Linked DNA regions of Mus musculus: regions 1 and 3 are each linked to region 2. A link is a contact called in public HiCAR-type and promoter capture Hi-C data. All regions are on one chromosome and are shown on one strand. The core of a region is the stretch at or near the end of the contact, and the rest is flanking DNA. Distances in the headings are between cores, read along the strand shown. Region 1 overlaps Col6a6 (collagen, type VI, alpha 6). Region 2 holds the start of Col6a6 (collagen, type VI, alpha 6). Region 3 overlaps Col6a6 (collagen, type VI, alpha 6).

The links. Promoter capture Hi-C pulls out the DNA fragments that hold promoters and counts their contacts. HiCAR-type assays count read pairs that join an accessible place to other places.
Region 1: a contact with region 2 is called in a HiCAR-type map of kidney, with 4 times the contacts expected there. The contact joins the enhancer-like site here to the promoter of Col6a6 in region 2. A contact is called at or near these places in 1 of 15 datasets of contacts at CTCF or cohesin (pro-B cells), 5 of 484 Hi-C or Micro-C datasets (Sertoli cells, cumulus cells, liver and 2 more), 3 of 115 datasets of contacts at active chromatin or transcription factors (embryonic stem cells, fibro-adipogenic progenitors and kidney) and 1 of 9 other capture datasets (liver).
Region 3: a promoter capture Hi-C map of Sertoli cells shows a contact between it and region 2, with 4 times the contacts expected there. The contact joins the enhancer-like site here to the promoter of Col6a6 in region 2. A contact is called at or near these places in 7 of 39 promoter capture datasets (the 3T3-L1 cell line, Sertoli cells, cranial neural crest and 4 more), 1 of 15 datasets of contacts at CTCF or cohesin (pro-B cells), 2 of 484 Hi-C or Micro-C datasets (nephron progenitors and uterus), 2 of 115 datasets of contacts at active chromatin or transcription factors (fibro-adipogenic progenitors and kidney) and 3 of 9 other capture datasets (adipose tissue, embryonic stem cells and liver).

The regions. Positions count from the first base shown.
Region 1 is chr9:105,741,861-105,746,827 of GRCm38.p6, reverse strand. All of the region lies in intron 20 of Col6a6 (collagen, type VI, alpha 6), which reads left to right. Among named protein-coding and RNA genes, the nearest start is that of Col6a6, 84 kb to the left of the region's middle. Within about 2 kb of position 1,722, at least 7 of the 459 cell types and tissues checked have an H3K27ac peak or open chromatin away from gene starts, as enhancers often do. A contact at or near this core is called in kidney and liver, where this site is marked.
Region 2 is chr9:105,825,344-105,829,732 of GRCm38.p6, reverse strand. It overlaps Col6a6 (collagen, type VI, alpha 6), which reads left to right and starts at 1,648. Exons shown (of 37, transcript NM_001102607.1): 1 at 1,648-1,830.
Region 3 is chr9:105,717,534-105,722,399 of GRCm38.p6, reverse strand. The region is part of intron 28 of Col6a6 (collagen, type VI, alpha 6); the gene reads left to right. Among named protein-coding and RNA genes, the nearest start is that of Pik3r4, 77 kb to the right of the region's middle. Within about 2 kb of position 2,304, at least 17 of the 459 cell types and tissues checked have an H3K27ac peak or open chromatin away from gene starts, as enhancers often do. A contact at or near this core is called in Sertoli cells, adipose tissue and uterus, where this site is marked.

The DNA.
Region 1 (4,967 bases), core at 473-2,972, 83 kb after region 2:
TACCGCTAATGTCAATGCACGGTTCTTATTTAGGCAGTCATGTGTTATGACATTAAAGGGTATAGCATCCTTGTTATGTCTTAGGGTAGGGAGAGATGGAAGGGTAAAAATAATGTAAAATATAGTGAACTCATATATGAAATTCTCAAAAACTAAAAATTGGAAATAAAAGAAGTCAAAAGAGAAATAAAGAGGTCTGATGTTGGCATGTAACCAAGGGTTAGACCAGGTTGTTGAATACCTTAGGGATCTGGTGAAAGACCCACAAAATGAGGACTCCCCCACGTTCTGACTCAGGAGAAACGACACCCCAAAACACTCACAAGAAATGGCTTTGATGTAAACCACAAGAGGACTTTTTATTCCAGGTGCGCTCTGGGGCCCACAGTCGTACACCACTCAGGGGTAGAGGACCGTGGACCCCAAGTAGCTGGGGAAGGGAGTATTTAAAGGAAAAATCTACAACTCAAGGGGGTTGGGGAGGGCGTTATTGAAAAATACCAAAAATACCAGTTCAGAGTCACAAGGAAGTGAAAAGTCACAAGGAAAAATACCTGATAATTGTGTAGTTATTTCTCAAGACAGTTTCTATGAGTCTCTAACAATAGCACATTTGCATAATGGGTTCCAGGAACTGTCAGGATGACCTTTTTTTTTTTTTTTTTAAACAAATACTCCCTGAACCCAGGAAGCAGGTGGGTGGAGGAATGTCACTATCTGTTTTATGATTAACATGCCTTGGAGCATTGAGTCACAAAGGTCACATTCTCATGCCTGGGCCTAAAGGTCTAGTCTTTTTGTTTTTACGTTACACTTTTCCACTGGTACTGTGGTAGAACACAACACATGACCAAAGGCAACTTGGGGAAGATACGGTTTATCTCAACTCACAACTCACACACCATGACTAAGGCAAGTCAGGGCAGGAACTTGAGGCAGACGCTGACCTGAAGCAGAATCCAAGGAGACATGCTGCTTACTGAATTGCTCCTCTTCGCTTGCTTAGCCTGCTTACTTCCTAGTACCCCCTGTCCAGCAGTGGTGGCACCAGAGCTGGGTCCTCCTACATCAATCACGAATCAAGACAATTCCCCACAGACTTGCCTGCAGGCCAATCTTATGGAGGCATTTTCTCAATTAAAATATCCTCTTCTCAGATTTGTGTCAAGTTGACAAAAACTAGCCAGCACATTGTGGAACCCACTGGGGGGGGCAGTTTTATTTTGTTCTTAGTATATTTTATTGGCTTTGTTTAAATACACACTTTAAAACATTCCATGTGTGACTGCTTAGAAAAGCACAGAGATTCCAAATAGAAAGCCTTTATCCAATAAGAGATTATTTGAAGGAATTCACTTCCACACCTGCGTTAGAGTCTAAATTATACCGATTTTGTCTCATTTCACAGCATTTTCTTTTCCATTCTTTGTTTAGCTATCCAGCCTGCTCACCCCGTTCCTCAAAATGCAAAATGTCTTAAAATTGAGCACAAATAAAAACTAGTTGAGTAGGTGGCAGTCGGGGAGGTATTGTGTTTTCTGGGCAGAAGTAGTTTATGAAACTAGCTATTAGACTCCACCAGGAAAGTGTTCTTGCATCTGGAAGCACACCCATGTTCTTCATGCAGATAGAAAATGGAAATAGGAGCTGAGATTACATTCAAACTGCGCAGAGTGTGATTGTTAGCAACCGGCTTTGCTTTGCTAATGTTGCTTCGATGCATATGCAGATGAGGGAGTATTTATCCTCTGCTCTTAGCTTTCTGGAAGGGCGTTCTTGCAGGCTTACATCCCCCTGCAAAACATTTTCAGTGTTAAAAATATCAACCCAGGAAGTCCTGGTGTGAAGGAATGTGTATTTATTGTTTTGTGCCCCCACCCCTAGAGGTCCTATCATGCCACACAGCTTCCAAGGAGGAGGTCCCCACGTTGGTGATGGGTGCCTCTGTGTCATGCAGGAGTCAAAGCAGGACTGTTGACAAATGACAAAGCAGGGGTACAGCCTCGGCTATAGTCCTCTTTTGTACAACTCAGCAAAATAAAGTAAAAAGCCTCGGTGAGCCCACCTTCCAGCCACAGACAAGGACCGACACCAGACAACTAGCTTTGCATGTGAACTACAGAGAGGAAGTTTCACCTGCTGCTTAGCTATGAAGTCAAGATCAGATTTCTCTCAGTCACTTCACCATCCAGAAAGAACTGGTGAACACAGCTCTGCACATTTGAAATGTCGATTCTGAGAGGATCAGTGGATAGCCCCAAACATCCCGCTGAGCAGAGGGCACAATAGAGAATGGAGTGATACTGTATTGTATTTTGTTTGGATCACTGGTGTTCAGAAACTGAGGCCAGGGAGGCTGTGAACAGCGAGGGGACAGGGAGTCAGTGGAGATTATGGCAGATACACTGGGACCTGGAGGGCTTCAAGTGAGTCCCAAGAATCCCCCAAATGCCAAAAGTTGGTGGAAGATGTAAGACTTCTCTTGACCCCAAGGTAGTTTTAGACAGTGTCTCCATGTCTCACCATACCTCCCCAGGGGTTTTCAGTCTACAGGGTCCCTTCCAAAGATGGCCAATCTTTGTTGCCAATGAATCCGATGATTTAGACCTGATTATCCCCGCAAAAGAAAGTGGGGATAATCAGGTCCAAATGGCAAGTTAACCCCCCTCCCGCCCCTTTCCCATTAGAAGAAGAGTGACTGGGCAGAAAGAGAGACTCTGGCAAACCATTCAAGTCTGAAAGAACCGAAGCCCAAATTTTTGCTCTGAGTAAAAGCTTCAAGAATTGACAGGACAACAGTGCCAACTGGTAGACCTCAAGGAGCACAGGAAGGCAAAAGGAAGTGAGATTGGCAGGGTAGCCGAGATGGCACCACTGGGCTCCCGGGTTCTTATTTTTATTTTTCTAATCAGGAGAAGCTAAATGTAAGACTTACATTTGTAAGATTTTATTGCTTTTTATACATGTGAGTATTTTGTATGCCTGTGCACCCTTTCATGCAGTGCATAGGATGTCAACAGAGGGCACTGGATCCCCTAGAACTAGAGGTACAAATGGTTGTAAGCTGCCATGTGAGTGCTGGGAACTGAACCTGGATCCTGTGGGAGAGCAACAAGCACTGACCCAACTCTCCATTGAAATTTTAAATGGATAATCATGTGACAACCCCCCCCCCCCCGCGCCCCTTTCCAATAAAAGTACCATTGTGTAGAATGCTACCAGAAAAATCTCGTCAGGGCAGGAATCATGACTATCAAAAGCTAATGACTATTTTTCTAGATACTTTTTAACTGTTTGAGTGTGTTGTCTTTGCATATGTATGTATGTGCACCTATGTATGTGCACTTATGCCTGGTGTCCTCAGCGGTGAAGAAGGATCGGTTTCCCCGTATCTACAGATCGTTGTGAGCCACCATGTGGGTGTTGGGAACTGAACCTGGGTCCTCTACATGAGCAGCAAGTGCTCTTAACCTCTGAGTCATCTCTCCCACCCTGCTAATGTTTATATCTTTAGGGAGGATTTGGGATGATTTGACATTTTTGCTTGATCTGTATTCAAATATTAAGGAAGGATTTATTTTTCTAATCATTGCAAGAAGTTATTCTTCTTTAAGAAAAAGTATGCTATTTATAAAATATCCTGTGTAAAGTATAGGTAGACACTGGACTGAGGGTGTAACTCTGAGGCTGAGTCCTTGTCTCATGTCCAAAGCTCTCTGTTCCATTACCAGCACTTTATATACCCACAAAATATGTATCTGCATGAAGAACATTGAAGAATCCTTAGTGCAATAAAATGCTGCTGAATTGACAAGTGGTTAGAGAGTGGCCAGTAGTGGGGGCTGGGGATGGCAAGCAGGGAAAGGGGTTCCAGCTAACCTAATCTCATCTCTATTCACTTGACAAACACTGAACACCATCAATGAGCCTGAGCCCTAGAGCTAAGAACTCAAACAAGCGTTCTCTTCTCTGCAGCAAATAAGAACTTTGGAGTAAACCGTAGCAAAGTTTCTCCATTTTGTTTGAAGCATTACTTATAGGGAATGGCTGTGTCATGCACAGATAGACACTCATGTCTCCCCTGACCTCAGCTCACTGGGTGCCAACAATGACCCTAACAAGAGATGCCCCCAGGCTTTGCTAGATGCTTCCTAGAAAGGAAGAAGAGGCGGTAAACCCCTCTTCTATCATAAGGCAACTGATGGAAAGGGAGACAGGTCTGCCCAATGAATAAGCTCTTACCCAAGTAAAGCCAAGATACTAGCCTGGACCAAGGGCAGGAGAAGCAGCCAGAAAGCACAGCCCTGGGGCGCTGGCAGGAAATGGGAAGAGTTGGTGCTCTCTGAACCAGACTGTCCTGAGAATTGGAGTCTGCTGCCAGAGGTAATGAGAAGCAACTGTAGCCTCGAACAAACGCAGGCTTTCATCCTCGTTTGGCCCAGATTGTTTTTATGGTATTGTCCATTCATCCTTCTAGGTACCTCTTTACAGGCCTCCTAGAGAACTCCAGGGCAGCAATGTTGGGCGTGAGCCTGCCAGTAACACTTAGGATTCATGGGTAACTGCCATTAACACCCTGCCTGCTGGCTGGTGACTTTCTGACCCAAATTAGAAAATAGCCAGAAAACAGGGTTCTCATAAGTACCCAGAAAGCCAGGCTGTGGGAACTATGGAACTAGTGAGTCTGCCTTACGTCCTTGTTTTCCCTCAGGTCCCCTGAGGGTGCTTTCCTTCCTTGCTGTGCCTACTCACGTTTACTTTAAAGAGGAGTCAGGATCTCTGGGTGTGTGACGCCTTTGTGCGTACCCTTCTAATAGCCCGAGATTATCTTTCCCATGTAAACCACTTGAAAGTGTTAGACAAAAGCTGCAAAATCGCTTGCCCTAATTCCTCGCCTGCTTTCCGTGTCTCATGTCTGCCAAGGTCTCTCTCCCATGACTCTGTAGTTTATAGCAGCATGAGTCCTG
Region 2 (4,389 bases), core at 399-2,898:
TGATCGATGAGAAACTGCCACTCAGAAATCTCAACTCTTTCCACATGAGACACCTGCTAATGTTGCAAATTCAGTGTCCTCTCAGCTGCCCTCTTGACCAACCACAGGAGGTATGGAACCGCCATTTTGAAGATACCTATCCTTGTGTGGAATCTCTGAGAAGAACACAAAGTCTGTGATTGATCCAGGAGACACAGTGAGGGACATTAACTCATGCCTTTATACACCATTAAGAAAGAGCCCGATGGCCCGACTAAAGAGTATAGTGGAATGGGCTGGAGAGATGGCTCAGTCCAATTCTCAGCAACCACATGGTGGTTCACACTGGTGTGTCTGAAGACAGCTATAGTGTACTCACAGACATAAAATATAATAAATAATTCTTTATAAAAGAGTGTAGTGGATTAAGGCATTTGCTGGTTCCATTTCCTGGGACTCAAGGTAGAAGAGAATCAACTCCATAAAGCTGTGCTCAGCCTCTCTCTCTCTCTCTCTCTCTCTCTCTCTCTCTCTCTCTCTCTCTCTCTCTCTCTCTCTCTCTCTCTCTCCCCCATCCCCCTACACACACACACACACACACACACAGAGAGACATGCACACATAATATATAAGTATAACTTTAAGGGAAGAAAGAAAGGAAGGAAGGAAGGAAGGAAGGAAGGAAGGAAGGAAGGAAGGAAGGAAGGAAGAGAAAAAGAAAAAAAAAGTAAGGTGTGGCCAAAGTTGCAGCTGGTGGATAGTCTGGCTTAAGTCATTCTCTGTGGCAAACCACTTCTATCTTGAACTTGTCCTCCGTGAAGCTGACACTGTGTTGCCAAATGGAACAGGTGGAACCTATACCAGAATTAGGCTGTGGGTTTCATCCCTGTTCGCCCACACACAAACTTACCTCCTCTTCATACCTTCCCTGCCCCAAGATGACCACACAGCAAGTTCCGAGAAGCAGAGTTCCGGTTCTCCCAAAGGGGACTCATGGCCCCCTTTGTCCTTCCTTGCGTTCGTTCGTGTGTTTGGGACTCTCAGATTCTAGCTTAATCTTTAGAATTTATTTGAGAATTAAGCGTTTCTACAGATCTCCAAAACTTGAGCTAGAATTGCCTTTTCTGAGTTTCCTACCCAGCAAATACCTTTCACCTTCTGTCTCCAAGTGTGTCTCTGCATTGACAGTGAGCAGATGTTGCAATTTCAATGGTTTTGTGGCCTGGGCACCTACTCAAGGTGCACAGCAGGTGGTCAGATATCTGTGCTACACTGCACAAGGCTGGATGAATGAAAAGAAAGCGAATAGAGTGACTAGCTTTAGGACAGGGAGAAGGGAGAAGTCTCTACCATTCGAAACCTCTTAGACTACCTCACTGCACCCCATTCCTCTCCTGAGCGGTTAGTACTAGAAGTAGAGAGATTGCTTTGGTGCGCTCCAGCGCAGAGAGTGAAGGCAAGCTCCAAGCACGCCCCAAAGTCCCCACCCTCCACTTTCCCCCAGGGTCTGCAGTCCAGGAGTTTGGGGGCGGTCCACGTTGCAGAGAAACAGGCGGGATAGTGCCAGCCTCCAAAATCCGCCCCCCTTCCCTCTTCTGTCACCTTCCCAAGGCTTGAGCAGCACGCGGAGCCCTGGGGGCCACCAGGGCGTGGAGAGCAGCATTCATCTGCGGAGCCTGGGGCGTGGGAGCTGCAGCCCGCGGGACCCCAGAGGCCAGAGGCTTCCTTGCCGCGCAGAGTCACATCCAGGCTCCCCTGCTCTCCAGCTGCTAAGCTATCCTGTGCTGGGGACTGTGCGCTCTGGGTGTACACTCCTCAAATCCACCCAGGCTGGGTAGAAGTTTCCCTGAGGTAAGTTCAGCAGCCAATGTCCGCTGGGAAAGAAACAGAACAGAGTTAATAAATGGTCAGTGAGGGGAGGCAGTGGATCAGCCAGTTGAGAGAGGCTACGAGAAGGACCAAGGTGAAGAAAAACTGCATTTAAAGGTCTTGACAGTGCCTCTTTGGAGGTTTTCATCCACCCCAGACAGAGTGAGCTGAATTCTATGGGCTCTGTTAGTTGTTTCTCCTTCTCCTTTTCCTCATTCTCTTTCTCCTCCTCCTCCTCCTCCTCCTCCTCCTCCTCCTCCTCCTCCTCCTCCTTCTCCTTTTCTGCCTTCTTCATCAGGGTGTTGAAGAATCAGCAGTATGAGCTAGTCATTCCCTGATTTGGGTTGGGAGTTCCCCCACCACATACTCGGGGTTCTCCTGGAATGAGAGGTGCCTTGCTCAATACTTTGTTCCCACATCCAGCATGGGGCCTGGAGCGTGGCAGGCACACAGAGCCACTTAACCAGGCAAAGCCGTTGCAAGCCTGCAGGTACACAGCATCTATGTTTCCCTGCCCAGTGTCACACTAAACTATTAAAGGTAACGTCAGGGTTTTGTTGGTGGTGCAGGGCATGAGGGAGGCAGGCAAAGCGTGTCTTTTCAAAAATCAATTCCCAGTGACATTCTACTATGAGTGGAGCCCAGACTGCCTGGCTCGTAACCAACCTTGGACGTAATTTCAACCAGAGGCCAGAAGAGGAAGGGAAAACCCTGGAACTAGGAAGTAATGGTTCGTTTCTTTGTGGCCTCTTGTGATAGGATTTCTTGTGGATCCTTTTTAGAAATTATCAGTATGGAGATGTTTGAAGAGGACTTTTGTGAATGCCAGGGAGTCAACAGGGAGAACCGGGGATCATTGAGAAATTGGGGTGTTGCTGATTACCTAAGACTCAAGACAGAACACTAGAAAGCTGTTCTTAAGGGTTTGGTTTTTCCTTTCTGCTATAGACTCCAATAGTCACAGTGCCAATTTAATTTTTAAAGATTTATTTATTTTTAAAGTGTGTCTGTGTGTGTGTAAGGGGAATGTGTGCGTGCCAGTACCTGAGGACTGCTTCAGATCTCCTGCAGCCAGGGTGACAAGTGGCTGTGCGCTGCTCAATGCAGGTGCTGGGGAAACAACTTAGTCCAGGGAGAGCTTAGTACAAGCTCTTCGTGGCGGAGCCCTGGCTAGAGCCACGTGCTGCCCATTTTAAAGGTCCTAGTTGATGGGTACCACTTTTAGTTTTGTTTATTCTTTGCATTTATTCCCATGCACAAGCTTTTGCTTCCTCGGGTTCTTCTGGAGCATCTCTCCCTTCTATTCAGCCTCCTCTTTCAGTGTAGGTCCAGTTCGTTCCTTTTGAGTCTCACGTCCATGCGGCAGGGGACGCTGAGGTGTGGGACCGTCCTGCTCTGAGCTCTGTTAAGTGTGGTTGGACATCATGGGTGCTTGGTTCACCTGGAGATGCTCTGAGACCAGAGAAGCCACATCCAGCTCCTTCTCAGATACACTCTGCAGTGTTAAGCAGGCTCAGCTAAATGTGTAGCTCTCATTCAGACACCTTGAATCTGCATGGCTGGGCCTGGGACATCTACCTATTTGCAGGCTTGTACTACTAAGGCGGCACACATTGCTCATATTTTTAAGTCACTTATTTAACTTTTAATTGTGTGTGTGCACCTGGGTGTCGCCTGTGCGTCTAAAGTGTCAGATCCTCTGGAGCTGAAGTCACAGACGGTTGAGAGTCACTGGCCCTGAGTACCAGGAACTGAACTCTGGCCCTCTGCAGGAGCAGTAAGCTCTCTCTAACCACTGAGCTTTCTCTCCACTTGGGTCCTCTAGAAGAACAGTGCTTGCCTGTGGCTGCTGAACCACTTTCTTACCGCCTGCCTCCATTGCTTCTTTAAGGGACATCTTTCAGATACTTGGTGGCTTTTCACATATACACACCCTTGATGGCCTCGGTAACTTCCTGGGTGCTCTTAAAGTGAACATAAAGATTTCACCTCTTGCTTATTATGAGTCTGTACAGTTTCTGGTCAAGAGAGAAGCCAACCATTTTCACCTGTCACCTCAGGCTACTTACAAGTTTTTTTTTTTTCATAATTCACCTTAAAATGTGTGCGTTCGTGTACATGGGGGTACAGTTGGCATGCGTGTGCCTGTGGAAGCCAGAGACTGGTGTCTGGTGTTTTCCTCCATCTTTCTCCACTTTTGAGAGGGGGTCTCTCTCTAAACCTAGGATTTGCTGCTCCAGATAGACGGACCCTCCAGTGAGGCCTGTGGGTCCTGCTGTCTGCTCTCCACCACTGGAGTTACGGAGGTGCTCACAGATGTGCCAGGGTTTTACATGGATGCAGGCCCTCGTGTTTGTGCCACAAATACTTTACTCACGGAGGCAGTTCACTGGCCGTGAGGTATTGCTTTTAATACCAGATCCCAAGTATGCCAGGGTGCAGTTACACTGTCATGCTTTTTGTTCAGAATCTTCACAATCAGGGCCGTGTGCACAAAAGTCCAGAAACCTAAAATAGCGGTTTGCAATAAAAAGCCTTAGA
Region 3 (4,866 bases), core at 1,055-3,554, 110 kb after region 2:
CTCTCTACTCCTTCCATCTTAGTGTCTAAGCCAGGGCCTCTCACTGAACCTGATACCTGCCCACTCAGCTCGACTGGCTGGCCAGCAGGCCCCAGGGATTACAGATACACACCATTGCACTCTCATCGCCCAAGGCCACCAAGAAGGCCAAGAACTGTTTTAATGAACACATTGGCCCATTCTGTTGCCAGTGTGCCTTTCTTAACCTTTGGAAGTAAGACTTTTATTAAAGGAACTTGTGTAATCCAAAGGTTTTGCACTGACAAATTACAATCAGTTCATCCAGCCTTCCTAGAAAACTGATATCCACTAACATCTTGCTTAAAAACATCTCAAAACTTTCGTGGAGCTACTTTTAATAAGATGTCTATTAAAAGGTCCTGGCCTTGCTTGCCAGGTTTCTCCTGAGCTTTGTGAGATGTCTGGATGTTAAACTGAATTATAGGAGAGTCAAGTATCACCTGACGTTTTATGTCACATAAACACGACTCTTCATCATGTGTCACAGGAATCAGCTCACCTTGGGTTACAGATGGTTAGAAATATGACAGCGCGTTCCTTTTACCAGTATTAGGAAGACATAGAAGAATCTCAAGTTCAAGGCTAGCCTGAGCTACAAAGTGAGCCCATGTCTCAGAGAACAGCAGGATAGAAAAAAGGATGGAACCTTTGCGGTTGTTGACTGTACACTTTAGATTGTGGGTAAAGGAGATTGTGTTGTGACAGGACACTCTGAAGACAAGTGTCTCTCAAAAAAAGTCTTTGCCTCTTACCCTTCTGAATAATCTTGACTGGAAAAAACTGGTCTACAACCCTGTCCATGACCAAGATCTTAGGGGGAAAAAAAAACCTTTTAGGAAAACATGTACTTGAGACAGCTTTCTGGTGTGTCTTCATAGCGAATTTTACTGTGATGTAGTTTTTCCCTACAAGCTGAATTTTACGTGTAGGGCTCATGTTTGGAGGTTGTAAGCTTCACCAGGGGCACCTCCTTCTCCAGGCTGCTCTTGAGGGGGCTGCTTCCAGCTGTAACTCTTGTGTGTGTTTTCAGATGGCAAGCCTTTATCATTTTTGCCCTCAGCAATGACGAAGACGAATATAATTAGGAAAATAATTGGGAAAGGCTTTCAAGTTAATCCAGATGTCACCCGCATAGAGACATCTCTGGATCACTTCCCTTGGCTCGTTAATGGAGCAGTTTAATTTGTACACCAGCAGCATGCTAACAAGTTCATCCATTTGTCGGGGTCCTCCCTACGACAGTCCCATTCATCAGTTTTTAGTACACTTAACTGATGGGAGACGTGTGGGCAGGTGTCTTGGCCTCTGGGGATGCGTTTTGGTTCCCCCTTTGTTGTTCTCTTGTTGGGCTGTTATAACTTACTAATTTTTCTGCCTCTAACTACTCCGTCCCCCTCCTTAACATGAGTAATATTTGGATTTGAAATGGAAGTTTAAACACTGAAAATGTCCAGGTTTTCCCCTGGAAGAGCAGCTGTTTTCTCTGGAAAGATTTAGCCTTAAATTATGAATGTCTTTTCAGGTCTCTTGGAATTATTCTATTCTTAGCTTGAGTTCACTGAGTTACAGATTTTAAAATCTATAAACCTGTTTTAGCTGTGCATATATGTATATTTGTATGTATATTTTTAAAAAGAACCAAAAAAAAAAAAAACCCCCAAAATCTTTGAACAGGTTTCAAGCAGGGATGTGGGACTTTGGCCATCTGGAGCTGAAGAGCCTTCATGGGGAGGCTGCCCGTGGGTGGTGTTGAGCGTTTAACTGCATCCATGGAGCCTTCCACTGAATTCCAGTCCTACCCAGCCTACTTCCCTAGTTAGAGCAACTAGCTATATCTCCATACGCTATCATGTGAGGTGGGAAAACTTCTCCCAGCAGGCACTTGTATTGAAAGAGTCGGGGGCAGCATATTACATTTTCTTACTTTAAAATGGCTTTTATCTTTCACCTTAAAAAAATAAATTTAAAAAGGTGATCCCAGGCTATGGTCATGGCTCACTGGTAGAGTGCTTGTCTGACATATCTTCACCACCACCCCACCCTCCCACCCCCGCCAGCACAAAAGAGAAAATGGCAGTCAATCCCATCCTCTTCTCCACCTTCCTCTTGCTTCCTTTGTCTCTGAACGCTTCTTTCATCCAAATAGAGTGTCTTGGAATTGAAAGTCTCTTTGCACTCTCTGAAGACATTTGCATATGCAACAGGCACGTCCTGAGCAGCCCTATCTGTTTTCCCTGTTGCCTGGTATCCAATAGATACCGTTCTGCAGGGACAGTGCATCTATCTGGCTGTGAGGTCTCCTCTTCTCCTCCCCTGCCAGGTTTCTCCATCTCCCTTCCACTCCCACGCCCCCTGGATTTCCCATCATGGAAAACTCTGCCAGGAACCTTGTATTCATTACTTTTCTTATCATTGTGGTAAAGTATTTGACACAAACACACTAAGGAGAAAAGAAGGATTATTCTGGCTCTCAGCATCTGAGGATCCAGTCCATGGTCATTTGGTTCATGTTTTGGGGCTCATGGGCAGAACACTACAATGGTGGGGAGCAGAGAAAAAACGGAACAGACTGGAGACAGTCTAAGTTTTAAAGCATATCTTTGGGTGAGTTATTCCTCCAGCTAAGCTCCTCTTCGTAAAGCTTCTAAAACATCCCAGAGAGGGCCAGCATCTGGACACCGAGAGTTCAGAACACAAGCCGGTGTAAGGGGAGTCTCCCATGTAAACCCTAACAAGCTGATCAGAGGAGACAGGCTCCTGGAAGGTTTGATGATACAGTGAACATCTGAAAATGACTTCTATTGCCTCCAGATGTGGCAATAGTGCGGCGAGTGTACAGCTCTGGGTTGGAATTACTTCCTTGGAACTTTTTAAGTGATTATGTTTTCCATTATTTCTGGCGGGTTTTGTTCCTTTGTAAGAATTCAGAGTCCTATTAACTAGTGTTTTCTCTCTGGAACCCCGCTGGATCACCTCTTAGATCTGCCATGGGTTTGGTTACTGGACATATGGTCCATTTTTTCCCACTTTCCTGAGAATTAGCAGGTCCCTTGACCCTGAAAATATGTCCCCTTTCATTCTGTTATTTTGCTGACCTTTGACCTTCCCCTGCAGAGCTCTCTGCTCTGTATATTGAAACATCTATCATCCAGTATAACGACAGAGTCCCTGAGTTTACTTCGTATGGTATTTATTTTATAGGTACAACCTCTCTTTGATCTTCTCCTTTCTGGGAAGGTATCTTCTTGATTCTATTTTTAATTTATGTCCCATAGTTGACCTTTGAAAAGTTGGTTGCTAAAATCTGACTGTTCTTTCTCTGTAGTGTACTGTTCTTGTCTCATGACTGAAGCATCTCATCTCTCTGAGGATATGAGTGAATATTTTTAGGTCCTCTTTGTTCAACCCAGTTTCCTCCAGGTTTGCCTTCTGTCTTGACATTCAGCTCCCATGGATCTCAAGAACAGCAGTGCATTTACACTGAGCATTGAGTACAAAGAGTCTGGTAGGAAACCCTGAAGTCAGGACCGATTTGCCAGTTATGAATTTCACTGATGGCTATCTGCTGGACCTGTGCTTGGCAACCCTTCACTATTGGTGTTCTCTCTTCTTTGATTTCCCTCTGGAAACACCTTCTACCCTTTTTTAGAGGGTTCATATCCTGATGCCAGTTTAGAGGACACTGGCAATGAGAGCAGAAGCTCAGACTCAATGTGCATATTTTGGTTGGTTCTCCTGGCTCAGTGTGGTAATATTTGTCTTCAGCTCTGCCGAGAATCCTACCCCTGATTTACCTTTGCTTTTTCCTAGTGGGGAAAAGTGTCTAACTACCTGGTGAAATTTTCCCCACTAGTCCTCCGTATTTAGCCTCTTCACTTCTGCTTCTGGGGACCTCTGGCCCCGACAAAGCCTGAGCTTTCTGGGAATGTGTGATACCAAACACACTGGTTCTTGGGTGCATCTGCTGCTGGCTCAGGGCTCAGACTCCTCGGCTCTGCCAGGTCGGCTCCACACAACACCTATGCATCTGCGTTCCAGGCTCCACAACGTTGAGGCTCCCTTTATTTCTTTTTCTTGTACTATTCATTTTTATTTTAAAATCTATTATGGAAATATTAGAAAGGGACAAAGGTATCCAAGTGGTCTCCTTTTCTTTCTCTTGAAGGTAAACATAACTTTTAAATAAAGTAAGGTCATTAAGTTATGTTTTTTAATACTGTCAATATCAATTGGGCACTGGAAGGATATTAGTGATAATTAACTTCCCCACAGGTGGTGCTTTTATAGATTAATTTTTAAATAACTTCATTTATTACTGTAAAGGATTTACAAATCCTGACACATTAAAAAAAATGTGTGTGTGTGTCTGTCTGTCTGTCTGTCTGTCTGTCTGTCTGTCTGTGGGTATGTGCGTATGAATGCAGGTGCCTCCAGAGGCTAGGGGAGGGAGCTGGACCCCCTGGAGCTGGCGTTGCAGGTGTGAACCTCTTGACATGGGTGTTAGGGACCAAATTTGGGTCCTGTGGGAAAGTAAGACGTGATTCTAACCACCAAAACATCTCTCTAGCCCTCCTCTCCTGTGGCATTTTGAATGATGAAAACAATGTTGTTTCTTAAACAACAAACACACCAACAACCCTAAGTCCTAGCTTTTTCTAGGACAAACTGTATTGTTAAATGTGCATAGAAGAATTCTTACGTACAGTAAACAAGATAACTGTTGTTTCTATGCCACTGTTGCCATCATGCCCTTCCCATTACGGAGATTTCCACCCAACCATTGACTGTGTTGTTGCTAATTTTGTGGGTTTGGTTCTGTTTTGTTCTTGGATTTTGAGCCCAGCA